Linked DNA regions of Sus scrofa: all the other regions are linked to region 3. A link is a contact called in public promoter capture Hi-C data. All regions are on one chromosome and are shown on one strand. Each heading gives the region's core, a stretch centred on a gene start, on an enhancer-like site or on the middle of the called end of the contact. The rest is flanking DNA. Distances are from core to core; before and after follow the strand shown. Region 1 holds the start of CDKL4 (cyclin-dependent kinase-like 4). Region 2 holds the start of SOS1 (son of sevenless homolog 1). Region 3 holds the start of HNRNPLL (heterogeneous nuclear ribonucleoprotein L-like).

The links. Promoter capture Hi-C pulls out the DNA fragments that hold promoters and counts their contacts.
Region 1: a contact with region 3 is called in a promoter capture Hi-C map of fetal liver, with 3 times the contacts expected there. The contact joins the promoter of CDKL4 here to the promoter of HNRNPLL in region 3. A contact is called at or near these places in 1 of 5 promoter capture datasets (fetal liver) and 1 of 2 datasets of contacts at active chromatin or transcription factors (skeletal muscle).
Region 2: a contact with region 3 is called in a promoter capture Hi-C map of liver, with 5 times the contacts expected there. The contact joins the promoter of SOS1 here to the promoter of HNRNPLL in region 3. A contact is called at or near these places in 2 of 5 promoter capture datasets (fetal liver and liver), 2 of 47 Hi-C or Micro-C datasets (fibroblasts and heart right ventricle) and 2 of 2 datasets of contacts at active chromatin or transcription factors (alveolar macrophages and skeletal muscle).

What each region holds. Positions count from the first base shown.
Region 1 is chr3:101,085,771-101,088,470 of Sscrofa11.1, reverse strand. CDKL4 (cyclin-dependent kinase-like 4) reads right to left here and starts at 1,315. Exons shown (of 10, transcript XM_021087585.1): 1 at 1-1,315.
Region 2 is chr3:101,208,172-101,211,032 of Sscrofa11.1, reverse strand. SOS1 (son of sevenless homolog 1) reads right to left here and starts at 1,465. Exons shown (of 21, transcript XM_021087590.1): 1 at 1,279-1,465. The coding sequence starts at 1,365.
Region 3 is chr3:101,752,033-101,754,995 of Sscrofa11.1, reverse strand. HNRNPLL (heterogeneous nuclear ribonucleoprotein L-like) reads right to left here and starts at 1,666. Exons shown (of 11, transcript XM_021087609.1): 1 at 1,127-1,666. The coding sequence starts at 1,312. LOC102164129 (a long non-coding RNA gene) reads left to right here and starts at 1,842. Exons shown (of 6, transcript XR_002342766.1): 1 at 1,842-1,975.

The DNA of each region.
Region 1 (2,700 bases), core at 66-2,565, 670 kb after region 3:
CATCTATCTTCAGTTTTCCACTTCCTTCATTTGCTTAGAAATTATGCTCTAATCTCCCATCTTTATTTGAAACGAAACAAACCAAGAAAACTATCTCCTTAAGTCCAAACATGCTCCAACTAAAATCTACATAAACTCACATCAACTTATTTCTGCATTATTTTTGCCCCCATCATGCTATATAGGTGATTTTCTCAGTAAAGATACAAGAGATCACTGTAGGTACAAACCTAACAGCTCTTTTCATCTTCATGGTATTTGATCTCTGCAGTTTTGGTAACAGTTGACTAGAGCTACTTTCCTCATTAGGAAGCTCTTCACAATCAGGCCCATCCTTGTTTTCTCCTTACTCTGCTCCTCACACCCTGAGCTCAGCTGTATTTAACATCACTATTCCTTGAACAGACAGCATTTTTGCACATGCCTTAGTCTAGCCTATAGCTCTCTACCCTGATTTTTTTCTGCACTTGCTAAACTCTTCATCTATGAACAACTCAGCTTAAATGTAATTAATGTTTTACACCAAGGCCTTCCTTTTCTCAAAGCAGAATTAAGGTACAGCCTTTTGCATTGTTCTTTAAATATCTTTATTCATGCAGTGTGCTCCTGGAATATTGGGAATGATGCCTTTTCCATCTTTTCCCCAGTGCCAGTGAAGTGCCTGGATCCACTGTAAATGATCAATGTATGTTGGTTAAAGAATTATCTCGCAAGAGTAAAAAAGACTTTTGATTAGCTTATTTCATAAGCTTTAACTGTAGAATTAATTCTGTGCAAATCCTTTTATTATACAAAATACTTTGAAAAAGGAAAATCCTTTGTGATAAGGCAAAAAATTAAGAAAGTTAATTTCTCTTGCTGCAGAGAGACAGTGAAGATCAGAATTTGAAATCCAAGTCCTGGAGAAAATAAGTATAATTTCAGGGGAGAAAGGCTAAAGTGTACTTTAGAGGGTAGTAGAATATACTGCATATAGTCTTTGTGGCAGTTTAGCACAGTAGTTAAGAGTATATACTTTGAATCAAGCCAAGTGCCTAGGTTCCAGTCATAGCTCTACTTACCAGCTATATTATTGGGCAAGTTATTTCATCTTTCTGTGCCTTAGTTTTTTCATCTGTAAAATGGCATTAACAATACCTACACCTCATTGGGCTGTTCTGGGGCTTTAGTGGGAGAATTTATGTAAAGCACATAGAATAATATCTGGTACACAAACACATGTGTTAGACAAACTGTTATATTCCTTCAAGTAATAGTCTTAGTGTTTGTCCATTATTTTACACGGCACCTTTTTTTTTTTTTTTTTTGTCTTTTTCAGGGCCACTCCTGTGGCATATGGAGGTTCCCAGGCTAGGGGTCTAGGGGTCTAATCTGAGCTGTAGCTGCTGGCCTATGCCAGAGCCAAACAATGCAGGATCGGAGCCGAGTCTTCGACCTACACCACAGTACACGGCAACGCCGGATCCTTAACTCACTGAGCGAGGTCAGGGATCGAACCCGCAACCTCATGGTTCCTAGTCGGATTCATTTCCGCTGCACCGCGATGGGAACTCCAATACAGCACATTTTCATTTTTCTTCTAGTAGTGGTGAAAAGTGATACCTGTCCTTTATTTTCTGGTCTCTACTAAAATCAGTAACACACTTGGCAAGATGAACAATGCGAAAAGGCCCAGGAACAACTGATCTCATTCTACTCACAACATTTAACAAACTAGCTAACAAAATAGACAGCTTTGAACTTCAATGGAGAGGAAATGGATTGTTTCTACCATTTCAGTTGGTGGCTCTCTTTGAGTGAATCAAAATCCTCTATCAAAAGTTAGTGGGTAGAGCTGCCAAATTTGCATTTTAAGTGTCATTAAAGTTTATTCTTTCTGAGCCAAGTGATACTTGGACTACACTTATCCATGTTTAAATCCATTTAAACATGGATTTAAATTCAATGTTGGGCCAGTGTATGTTAGAATCATTTGTACTTTATAAAAACATAGGTTACTGGGCTTCACCCTCAAAGATTGATTCTGGGGTCTGTAGTTTTAAAAAGCCCATGTGTGTATAATACACAACCAGTTATATACTTTTGGGAAATATTTTGACAGTCAAATGTGACAGTTAAATTTTTTTGAAATGTGACCTTTATGTAACTTGTTAAATTATATGAAGACTTGGCAACTAGAAAAGCAGTGGCTCAGGAAAAGGATCAACAACCAAATGCCAAGAATAGAACATTGATTTGTTGAAAATCTTTTCCTTGAGCCTCTGTTTTTCAACATATAATGTTACACTGATAAAGATATATTTTTAGAAGTTACTAAGATTAGCTGCAATGTACTTGGAAAAAGTGATAAATGTAGACAAACTGCTATGATTATTAACTTCTGTGTTATTTATTTATTTACTTTTTGTCTTTTTAGGGCTGAACCTGTGGCATATGGAAGTTCCTAGGCTAGGGGTTGAATTGGAGCTGCAGCTGCCAGTCAGCCACAGCAATGTGGGATCCCAGCCACATCTTCGACCTACACCACAGCTCATGGCAACGCTGGATCCTTAATTCAGAGTGAGGCCAGGGATCGAAACCGTGTCCTCATGGATACCAGTTGGGTTCATTACCACTTTTTTTTTTTTTTTTTGGTCTTTTTTTTTTTGCCATTTTTTGGGCCGCTCCCACGGCATATGGAGGTTCCCAGGCTAGGGGTCT
Region 2 (2,861 bases), core at 216-2,715, 540 kb after region 3:
GGAGTGAGAGCCTGACAGGATTTCTAATGAATAAAGTATGTAAGGTACACGGCATTTCTTTGGTTGTCTTAGAAAACAGTATCACAAAGAAGTTTGTGACTAGTCAGACACCTGAGCAAAAATGTCAGTAAATTATATCTTAAATATAAGAGCACATTCTGCTAACAAACTAAATAGTTTCCATTGTAAGGTACCCAAGAGGGGGAGAGGGAGAAATGGGCAAAAGGGAAAGTAAAAGTTGCTGGCCTTTGAGAAATATCAGACATCTCGTAAAACACAGTTCTTAAAAGTACAGATGTTTGGAAGAAAGGGTACACTATAACCTCAACTCTCAGTTAAGAACTAAAAATATTTTTAATGTGATAATCTGAAACACTTTTTGAGTAACAAATGGAAATTTAGAAACAGTATTAAGACACTAAAGCTATCCTTACATTTACAAGAAAAAGTAAGAGGAAAACAAAAATACTCCGGCAGTTTTTATATTCATTCAAACGTCAGTTTCTATTAAGTCACAACGGTGCCTTAGAAGCTTCCAAAATATAACATTTCCTAATTATACTAAAACATGTAAAAGTACAGGTCACGGGGTATATAACTTTAGATAAAAATGGGGCAAAGTCGAAGAAACACAGAAAGGTTAAAATTTCTAATCGAAAAATGCAATGACAGTAGAGGAAGGGAGTGAGAGGGAAAAGAAGAATTGAAGAACGAAAGTAAGGAAGGAAGAAAAGAGTGGTATGCGCACCCACCCCTGTTAATCGGACGAGTTCGGGAATTCGGGGGAATGAAGAGTGATTACAGAGGCCATGTTCCTGCTGGCAGGAGAGCTCTGCAATTACTTACAGCGAGCATTATGGCCAGAGCATTCTCGGGCCCACTAGGACGAGTCGACTGGACACCTAAAGCCGGAGACTGACAGCAGCTCCGGGAGAAGACCGAGAAGACGAAAAAGTGGCCTACTTTGACCTCCACTGAAAAGTGAGGCTCCTCCAACTCACGTCTCTGAATCGGGGGCAGGGCATTAACCTCTAAGCGGTTGGATTCTTCGGATAAACTCTCCCTGGCTCCCTGCGGCCTTCCCACACAGCGGGTGAATGTCAACACCAAGAGCCAGCGAGAGAGGGGGAACCTCTCGGCGCGCGCCGTCCTTTCTGCGAGGTGGTGAGACCGGGAAGAAAGACGGCCCCGCGCGCGCCCCGCCTCCCCAACCCTTCTCCAGCCCCAGCGCCCTCGCAGGGGCTGCAGCCGGGAAGCGGGGTCCCCCGCGCTCCTCACCTTTTTCAGCGCAGGAACCAGCAGCCCCCGCCACTTGGGCGCGTTCTCCTCGCTGAAAAACTCGTACGGCAGCTGCTGCGCCTGCATGGTGCCCCCGGGGCGCCTCTGGGCGGGGAGAGGGGTGGCGGTGGTCGGGCCGGGGAGCCGCGAGAGGGCGAGCTCGCCCCGCGGAGCAGGGCCGCAGCCCCACCGGACGGCCCGGCCCCCTCGGGGAGCCGCGCGGCCGGGCTAGCCTCGGAGAGGGGCCTGGGGGGCGAGGCCCGCGCCCGGCCACCCACCCGATACGGGCACCAGCCGCGGAGAGCGAACGCAGCCCGGAGGCGGCGGCGGCGGCATTCCGCCCCACCGCCCCGGGGCCAGGCCCCCTACCCCTCCCCGGCCTGCCGGCGCCGCCCGGGGCTGGCCTCTGCCGCTGCCGCCGCCGCCGCCCGCCCGCCGAGGCTGCGCTCCCGGGCCCGGCCTGGCCCCGCGGCGGAGCCGGCGGCTGGGGGAGGGCGGGTGGAGGGACGCTCCGGCTGCGGCGCCCGCTCCACGCAGCGGGGACCCCCAAAACGCGAGCGACCCGGGGCGGGGCGGAGCTGGGCGCAAGGTCCAACAGGGGAGGGGAAAGGCCCGAGGTCGTGGTCGGGGAATCTGGCTGCCCTGAGGTGCCGCCGCGGCCGCCGCCGACGCTAGTGTAGCGCTCGAGCTTCCTACTAGCGAACTGAACCTGCTCGCTACTGAGCATGCGCCGCCGGGCAGGGCCGGTTCGCTCCGGGTTTTCCGGCTCCCCAGCGAAGGAGGAGGGAAGCGCGGGCGAGGGAGGGCGCCCCGCCGGGCTGTGGCGGCGCCCCCGAGGGCTGCTGGGGAGGAGCGATAGGGCCGCCAAAGGTCGAACCCTGGACCGACTGGAGCCCGCGGGGTGGGGTGCGCGCTGCAGTGAAGTGCACCCCACTGTATTGTTGGGCTGAGGGATCCCAGCGCTCTCTTGGTGTCCCCGGGCCTTTCGTTTTGGAAAGGAGTATGTGTGTACTTTGTTCCCGAAAATGAAGATAAGGACTGCCCAAAGCATGCAATGTATAGTAAACAGACTGGACAAAAGATTGGTGCCTGTCGCACGAAACCTACAGCCTGATATTTATCGGATAACGGAAGTGATGACAATGTTTGCAATTGGTCTTTCCACATCACCAAGAATAAAATACGTGTCATGTTGATTTTGTGAGCATGTGTTTAAATTCAATATGTTCATCTTTCAGACCCACTTCAAATATGAACTTCAGTAACCACTTACCTCCAGTGGAAATTGACACCTCTCCTGCAGCTCCTGGAGCCCAGAACACTTTATTCGGGTCCCTTTTAGGGCATTTAGTTTATCGTGTTTCGTATCTCTACAAGGCTCTTTCAACTAGATAAACTCCTGGAAGGCAGATCTTTTTCACGAGGGACTCTACACAGAACAGGCACTTGGTGAATGTTCATGGAATGCTAAAGGAGCATTATATATAGTGTTCCTCCATCCCAGGGATGCAGGTGTTTTTACCAGGAGGCTGGCACCTCCTGGTTTATTTTACCATTAAGCAGTTTTGAGCATAATCTCTTAA
Region 3 (2,963 bases), core at 417-2,916:
CGGAATTTTTTTTTTACAAAAAAATGAAAACAAGAGCTAAATAACATCTAATTTGCCTCTTGTAAAAGGTGAGAAACATCTTAAAATATATGTGAACAATTTCGTAAATTTCGGCTAAAGTGAGCTTTAAAAAAATCACAATTAAAATGTTTCAACTGTTAAAAGAACATCTAATCATCAAGACAGCTTAAGTGCACCAAAAAGAACAAAAATGTTTGCTTTGTTCCCTTAAAATCTCCATCCAACGGAAGCTGAGTTACCACTTGCTGTGAATAAAACGATTTTCACATTCCTTCTGCCTCCAGCTAATCTTTCTGATGAGAGAAATAAGAATCTAGGAACGTGTGTTTGATGCAGTCCTGAATTCAGTTCCGCTTTTCGTGGAGCGATTTGGAACAAACTGCCCGTGAAGAACTGAGGTGATTTTAAGATTCATTTTACTTGGAAGTAGTGGTGTGCGAACACCTACCAACATATTTTCTCACCGAAGAGCTAAAAACTGTACTGAGCAATAATCATGAAACTGGGGAGCAAAATATGTGCGCCAGGCCAGCCAAGAATAAAAATTTTCTAATTAAATCCTTGGAAGACGCGGAGGGGGGGGGGGGGCAGTGTGAACGCCGGAGCGTAATCTGTCACTTAGCTACGGTTCTCCTCAAAACCCAGGCGAAGAGAGCCCCGGGCGGAACCGACGCCACCATCCTGTGATCGGGACCGGCGCGCAGATGCTGGAGCAAGGGACTGAAGGGAGCGGGTCGTCGGACGCGGGCCACTCGCCCGCAGAGTTAAAACAAAGGGCTAATCGTGCACCCGAGTTCCCAGGAGCGGAAGCGGCAACGCCTCCCCAGCCGCCGGGCCCCGCGACCCTTCCCAAGTTCAGGGCCGGCAGCGGACTCGCGGCGGGGCCTGCGGCCAGGCCGAGCCTAGATTCGCGATCCAGGTGCTGGAAACAGGTAGGGCAAAGGAAAAAAGACGCAAAGAGAAGAGCCGGCGCTTCCCAACCTGGTCAGCGCAGCAAAATGGGAAAATGAGGCGGGCGGAAGGACTCGGGGCCGAGTCCCCGCCGCGGGGCCCTGCTTCCCGGGGAGCCGCCAGGCACCGAGGACCCGGCGCCGCGCTTTGTTACCGGCTGTGAGAAGCTCCGGCCGCCGCTGCCATCGCCCCCGCTCCGGGGCGTCGCTTCCCGGCGATTCTCGCCTTCCTCCGCAGAGTAGTCGATTTCTCCCTCCTCGGTCTTGAGGCGCTTGGCCTGGCTCTCGTATTCCCGGTCCTCCTCATACGTCTCCCTAGGGGAGGATGAGGAGGAGGACATGGCGGCGGCCGGAGAGACCGGCCGGCAGGCGTGTGGGGGTGGCGGCGGGGCGCGGGCCTCGGACGCCGCCGGCCAGTCCTCGCCACCCGCAGCGCTTCTTCAGAAAAGGTCTGTGCGGCCGGGCGTCCGCGGGGGCCGCGCGCCCTGGAGCCGGGTGGGTGCAGAGAGCGGGCAGGATGAAGGGGGCGCTCCAGGAGGAGGCTCCGGAGCGGCCGCTCCCCTTTATCACAGAGCCAACATTCAGCCTCTCCCTCTTCCTCCGTCTCCAAAGCCTGCCCTGGGGAGCGAATCTAAGGATCGGGACGCGACCGTTGCTTCCGGTCTTCCCTCCTCCCCTAATCCGCTCCTTGCCGCCCAGGCCGAGCCTCCACCCCCGCCTTCGCGGCCGCCGCAGAGGATCAAATCCAGCAGCACCCCGCGGGAAGCGCCCCCCAGCCCGGGCCTTGCTCTCTATTGGCAGAGGGAAAAGTCGACCAGGCTTCCAATTGGCTCTAAAGGCCGTTCGTCAAAAGCTGCCCACTGTCAGGCCTCCTCCCCCCCCCCCCACTCCGCGCCTTCAGAACTCGCCGCTGGCCTGCGAGTGACGACCGAGCAGCACCTGCAGCGCAACGTCCTGGAGCGGTTGCTACACCGCGGCCGTTAGCGCTGTTGGGCCAACCGGAGGTGAGGCGCGGGGCGAACCCCGGCGGGCCAGGAGGCAAGCAGTGGGACCGGGGCTGCGGGTGTTAACCGCCCTCCCGCTAATTTAAATGCTTTTATTACTTCTCTTCAAAAGAGAAAATCCCTACAGATGTACCTCACACAGCCCTAAAGCTCCGGGAGGTGAAGCGAGCAAAGGGCTTAGAGCCGTGAAAGTAGCCTTCTCCCATTGTTGTGTGCAAAATCTCATCCAAGTGGACGGATTCTCTCCCCGCCGCTAGGTAGATGTTCGAGAACAGTCAACATGCACTGAAGTGCGGGTCTAAAGAAGACGCTCCACACGGGCGACTGTCAGTTCGATCAGTTAGTACTCGTGGGTCTTCTGGACTCTTCTTTCCTGACAATTATAACGAGGGGTCTTGTATCAAGTCCCTGCCCCAACTAAATGTGCTTTAAACCTTCCATATAAAGTTTCATCCTTCATCTCAACCTTTTCCTTTCTGGGCGATCGATTTATTTCACATTATCATTTATCTTTTAAAAGACACGAAAGCCTATCAAAGTTGTCCTTTGGACCACACACAGCTTGTTTCCTCTGTGGAGCCCTGAGGCCTCCTCAAGCTTCTGGTTGCCGCTTTCCCCTTTTGAAACGGTGCCCTTTATAAGCTACCTATTAGGATATTCTGTTTTAAAAACTAGACGCGCTTGGAGACAGGAACTGGGCTTTTCTCATCTTTGCAAACCCAGTTCCTGTAACAGTCCCCAGCACAAGTTACATGCTCAACAAGGCTGAATGAGTGGGCCTTGGGAAATAAAGGTCCATTATCTTTCAGGAGAGGAACTGGCAAATCTAACGCAACCTAACTGCCTTCTGTGACTTAATCCTTGGAGAGTTGCCTGGGATCGAGTCATTTAAATGTTTCTGATATCCTTGGCGGTCAGATGCTTCCCAAAATGTGGCTCTTCCTTTCCTAATGGTGTGGATTGTTTCCTCCCCAGCCTATTCTCTCTC